2 separate regions of the Hordeum vulgare genome follow, and region 1 is linked to region 2. A link is a contact called in public Hi-C data. All regions are on one chromosome and are shown on one strand. Each heading gives the region's core, a stretch centred on a gene start, on an enhancer-like site or on the middle of the called end of the contact. The rest is flanking DNA. Distances are from core to core; before and after follow the strand shown.

Region 1 (2,908 bases), core at 127-2,626, 540 kb after region 2:
AAACATGAATTAAAAGGGTGCAACAAAAAAGAATTTTTTTACTAAAACTATAAAATAAATAAAGACAAAAAAGTTCAAAAGCTACAGGAAGTTGCATATACGTCCGGAAAAGGAAGCTAACTGGGCCTACCCATGTAAGACAACATTCCTCCCAGTGTGGCCCTTCGCAAGCAGGCGCGGCTATATATCGCTTAATGCAAGGTAGAAACAATCCGCGCATCCTGGTATTCATGGGTAGTTGAGCTGCAACAAACTCATTGTCAGTGGCGTAGCTAGGGGGTGGACAGGGTGGTCCATGGACCATCCTGAAATTCCACCATAGCCAATATATACGATAGAAAAAAGATATATATTTTTTACAATGCAGAAAATTACATGAAAATTTTATTATAGAACCACCCTGGCTCACCAAGCTAGCTACGCCACTACTCATTGTTAGACTTTTTTAATAAACTAGTCGGCGAGCATTTTTTGAGGAGCCTCCTAACGTTCACTTTCATACGTTGCCACGTGTCGCTTTTTGAATGTTTTATTTAGATTTATTTATTTTTTATTTCTTTTGCACGTATTTTTCATTTTTATGTTATTTCTTGGCTTTTTCGTTTTCCACGGGTCTTTCTTTGCTTTTGAACGAAATTTTTTTCAGAAAAACATTTTTTGCATGAAGAAACATCCGTTTTTTCTGTAAAGCATGATTTTTCTTTCGCGAGATGCACGGTAAAAAAAGATTGGTTTTCTTTTTTTATTCCTTTCTCAGGAAACATGAATTTGCTTCTACGAGAGGATCAAATTTTTTTTTATGAGAGGGTCTAGAAACAAAATGCATTTTCTATTTTCTTTTCTTACGCAAGAGACATGGATTTGATTTCGCGAGAGGTACAACCGTGCCTCTCGGAAACAAAAAATACAGGTTTTCTGTTTTATTTTCTTTTGTAAGGGGCACGGTTTTGATTTCGCTAGAGGCATAGGTTTTCTTCCGCGAGGGGCACGACCGTGCCTCTTAAAAACATAAAAATATGTTATTTTTTCTTTTGAGGGAATCGCGGTTTTTTTGTCTATTTTTTATGAGAAAAGTTTGTCAAAATTTATCAACACGGAATCTAGTTTTAAAGATCTGAACGTGAGGAATTCAATAAAGAAAATAGTTCAACATTTGGACTCGCGGTTTAAAAGATAAAATATTTTAAAAATAACGGATCCACAAAAAAATAAAAAACTTCTAGGTTGGGAGAAGTAGCACACATACAGTGCGTCAGAGAAGCTGGAAGTTATCTCTGAAATGGGTGCTCCTCTATTAATGATTTTGAATAAACACACACGAGTCGCCTTAACTGGAGCTACGGGCCTAGATCAAGAGCGACCCCATATCTCGCACTCAGCGAGAGCTACGGCCCATCGCTGAAGGGGAGGGCGAATTGGCCCAGGCCAGGCATGCAAGGGCCACAACCTTGTTTTTGTTCCTACGTTTTCTGTGTTCTTTTTTGCTTTATCGTTTTACTTTTGTTTATAGTATAAACATTCAAAATGCATGTGTATGTGTATTAAAAAACACTCTAAAAATATATTTTAAAGTGTTTGACTAAGCATTTGAAAAATGTTAAGTGTGCATAGAGAAAGTTTTAATCACATAATCAAAAAATGTATACAAAAAATACACAACCTGAAATGTGTATAGAAAATATTGACCATGTATTTAAAAATGTTGATCCACAATTTTAGAAAAATGTGAACTAATTGTTCAAAAAATATTTAACTTACATTTTAAAACTGTGAAATGCGTATATAAAAAATGTTGATCACGTCTTTAAAAAACATTAAATTTTATTTGAAAAATGTTAAATGCATATAGAAAAAATATTGATCTTCTATTAAAAAATTGAACTTGTCTTTGAAATTTTAAATTGTGTGTAGAAAACATGTTATACTTATATTTGGAAAATGATGAGTCTGTATACACAAAATGTTGACCATATATTGAAAAAATGGTGAACTTGTGTTGGAAAAATCTTAAATGTTTATAGGAAAAATGTTTACCATGTATTAGAATGTTAAAACTTGTATTTTGAAAATGATAAATGTTTACTGAAAAAATGATGACCATTATTAAAAAATACAATTTTTATATAAAAATATTAACACAACTTTAGAAAATATAATGAATCTGTATAGAAATAGTGTTCACCATGTATTCAAAAACTATTGACAATGTATTTAGTAATGTTGATTTTGTATTTGGAAAATGTTGAATATTTATAAGAAAAAATGTATTAGATATATACCAGAAGTGTATATAGAAAAACAGTGAAAACCGTGAGAATAGAAAAAGAGATAAAAAATTACAAATAAAAGAGCGAAGAGAAAATAGAGAAAACAAAAAATGCCAACAAAAACCAAGAAAGAAACACAAAATATAGAAAAAAAAGAACCCAATGAAAATAGAGAGAAAAAACAAGAAAACCGGCTTCAAAACAAAAACAATACAGAAAGCAAAAAAATTTGATGGAGAAAACTTGCTATTTTAGATCAAGTACGTCGCCGGTATATAACAAACACAAACATGGCCATGGCGTACTTGCTATTTGTACGAAGTAACCACGACATTCACGGTTCGAATCCTCGGAGCGCTTTCTTTTCCCCCTCCCTTTATTTTAAAAGTTTTTTAATAGGCCTTCCCAAATGTTAGCGCGAAGAGCAATTCCCTTCAGAGTGAAGAGTTTCTATATTGTGTAAATCCAGATATAGCTCCCGCGGCATGGCATAAACGTCTCACGGCACCATCAAAGCAGGGAACTCCTGTACGGGTGGTCACAAGCTCTTTTTATGTTTTTGTTTTGCTTTTATTTTATAATCTTGAACCTAAATTTTTTATAATTTTATATCACAAATGACACTCTATATAAAATGTTAG
Region 2 (2,826 bases), core at 205-2,704:
GAAAGACAACACCAGTGAGGTGATATGAAGTGATAACAATCATGCATCACAACAACTAATAAAGAATTAAAAAACCTCTTTGATTGGTTATTAATACTGCATACAGCTACAGAAGCATATACGGTGAATGGGTACATAAGATCCCAGTGTGCCTGTGCTGATTCTTATACTCAATCAGTTGCCAATTAAATTGCATAGCCTACCACTTTTTTGTATACAGCTACCACTGTGTACATAAGAAAAATGTTGAAAAATATAGTACTAATAACTTTGCATGCACAAATATAACATGGAACATGCTGGAGCTCGACTGCCCAGTAAGATTGGTAGAATAATTAATGACATGGCCCAATGGTCCATCCTGCAGCTCTGGAGATACCTGTTTACTGCTGCCTAACTATCTCTCTAACCCATGATTAAAACTTCACACACATGCACACTTTTTTCATAGTTACCATAAATGCAGCTCACGGAATTGCGCCAAGGGACATGGATTCATGATGTGCCACTACCATTTTTCTTCCAACGTGCACGGGGAACATCTTAAGCATGCCCGCAAATGCAAAGTTGCGTAACTTGGTTAGGTGGCAGACCATGTTTTGATATTTACTTTGCTATATACACTCCCACTAAAGTGATGTTGAACATTAACCGATTTAGGTACATCAATATGAGGCATATAAGACTATGAGAAGGAGTAAGCAGTCAACCATAAAGAGCATAAATCAGCAATAAGTTGTAAACTTAGGGCCATTGCAAGAGCAGCATCTGCAACCATCCTAAGAGTAACTACAAAAACCTTGACATAGTGTCATGGATATTCATCAGCCTTCACAAGCACCGGAACTACAACCACTAGGGCTACTTTTCCCTTTTCTATCTGAATCAAATGGTGCCAAAAGAGCAACCACATCGATTCGATTTATGGACGTAACGGAATTCAGACCAGCACTAGCTAGCAAATACTAGTGTCGATGAACAGATCTATGAACAGCAGTGTCGGACTGAAGGTGGCCAAGTAGTATTACCTTAAGTTTGGGGGACGCGGCATTGGCGTCGAGCGACCCCCAAGCGTTCGCCGCAGCCGGTGCAGGGGCAACCGGGGCAGCGGCGGTGCGGATGGATTGGAAGTCGTAGCTGGGCACCATCACCTCCTCCGTGGCACTGGCGCCGCGACGCGCGTGGAGGCCATGGCTCTCCACCACGTCGTCCTCTTGCGGGTTGGGGCCCATCAGATCGAACAGCTGGCCGCCGCCGCCGCCGCCGCCGGAGGGAGGCGACGACGCCGCGCCCGACGCCGCGAGCCCGAGGATCTGCTTGTCCATGAACTGCGACGTGTTCATCGCGATCGGGATTTGGCCGGAGCTGGCTGGCTGGCTGGTGAAGAAGGGGAGGGGTAGGGAGACGGCAATCTATCAAGGTCGGTGGGATTTGTTTCCCGGAAGGTGAAGACTGCGACTGCTGCGAGTAAACGACTAAGTCCTGGTTGGGCCCGAGCAGGCGAGCCACGCGTTCTCGTTTTGGTGGGCTGCAGTATTAGGGCCAGTTCTTTTGAGTTCTCCCGTGCAAATAAGCTATTCTGAGAATAAGGGGAGGTCCTATTGGACGCTCTTTGCGTCCAGCAGCGCGCGGACGCACCGAGGAATCGCGACAGGGCCGGCCCACTAACAGAATACAAAGGATAAAATCCGAAACATTTAGCTAAAAATTCCAGAACATTCTTTTAAATTTAGGAATATTTTATAAAAGAAATCGAAAAATTGAGATAAAAATTATGGAACAATTTTAAAATTTTAGGAACATTTTTTCAAATTCTGAAACATTTTCTAAAAATTCTGGAATATTTTTTCAAATTCCGGAACATTTTTTCAAATTCTGTAATATTTTTTAAATTCTGGAACATTTCTTCAAATACCAGAACATTTACTTGAAAATCTGGAATATTTTTCAAATTCCGGAACATTTTTTCAAATTCTAAAACATTTTTCAAAAATTCAGATTTTTTTTTAAAACCAAGAACACTTTTTGGAAATCCAAAAACATTTTACAAAATTGAGAACAGTTTTCTAAAAGCAAGAACATTTTTCTAATTTGAAGAACTTTTTTGAAAATCAAGAACATATTTTAAAAGAGAAACGGAAAAAAACAGAAAAAATAAAAAGGAAAAGAAGAAGAAAAAAAACGGTTCAGGGAACCTTCTAAAAGTTTTCCAAAACCAGAAAAACCGATTGAAACCTCTAGAAGGTTCCCAAAACCGGAACGCTCGAGCAGTTATATGGGTTGGGCCGTTGCGTCGTTGCTCGGTCGCGCTCGCGTATGCGAAGCGCCGACTACTTGATGCAACAAGCGGCAGATAGGATATTTCGAGAATAAGCTCCAAAAGAGCTTGGGTGGAAATAAGCTTAAGCTAGTCAGGTCTTTTTGGTGCATGTTTTTCTAGCTTATATATGGTATGAGTAATGCGAAGTCTGTAATATCCTTGAAGTGGAGCTGGAGTGGGTCGTCCGTCGAAGTAGGGCAAGGGACGGGGGTCCTTTGCTGGAGTGGGTCGTGAGCCGAAGTTGGACGTCGTCCGCCGTAGTGGAGCCCTGGTGGTCCGCCATATTGGAGCGGCTCGATTCATTTTTTGTGGTGGGACGAGGGGTTGGGTTCGGTGGTAGACTTATTGTAATTAGTGCGAAACGAGGGGCAACGGATTATACCCCTTCGCTTCTAAGTGAGCTTGTGCGGGAAGCTGCTCCCCCCAACTTTTTTTCCATTGCAAAGGGGACTCCGATGGAAATAAGTTAAGCTAGCTTATACAAATCAAGTTCTTTTGGACTCTTG

The links. Hi-C and Micro-C count contacts between places; a contact is called where the count stands out from the background.
Region 1: a contact with region 2 is called in a Hi-C map of leaf, with 7 times the contacts expected there. The contact joins the enhancer-like site here to the promoter of LOC123426597 in region 2. A contact is called at or near these places in 2 of 6 Hi-C or Micro-C datasets (leaf and seedling).

Annotation. Positions count from the first base shown.
Region 1 is chr1H:114,501,010-114,503,917 of MorexV3_pseudomolecules_assembly, forward strand. No RefSeq gene overlaps it. Among protein-coding and RNA genes, the nearest start is that of LOC123407856, 110 kb to the left of the region's middle. Within about 2 kb of position 1,377, at least 3 of the 3 cell types and tissues checked have open chromatin away from gene starts, as enhancers often do. A contact at or near this core is called in leaf and seedling, where this site is marked.
Region 2 is chr1H:113,960,514-113,963,339 of MorexV3_pseudomolecules_assembly, forward strand. It overlaps LOC123426597, which reads right to left and starts at 1,455. Exons shown (of 6, transcript XM_045110468.1): 1 at 1,029-1,455. The coding sequence starts at 1,343.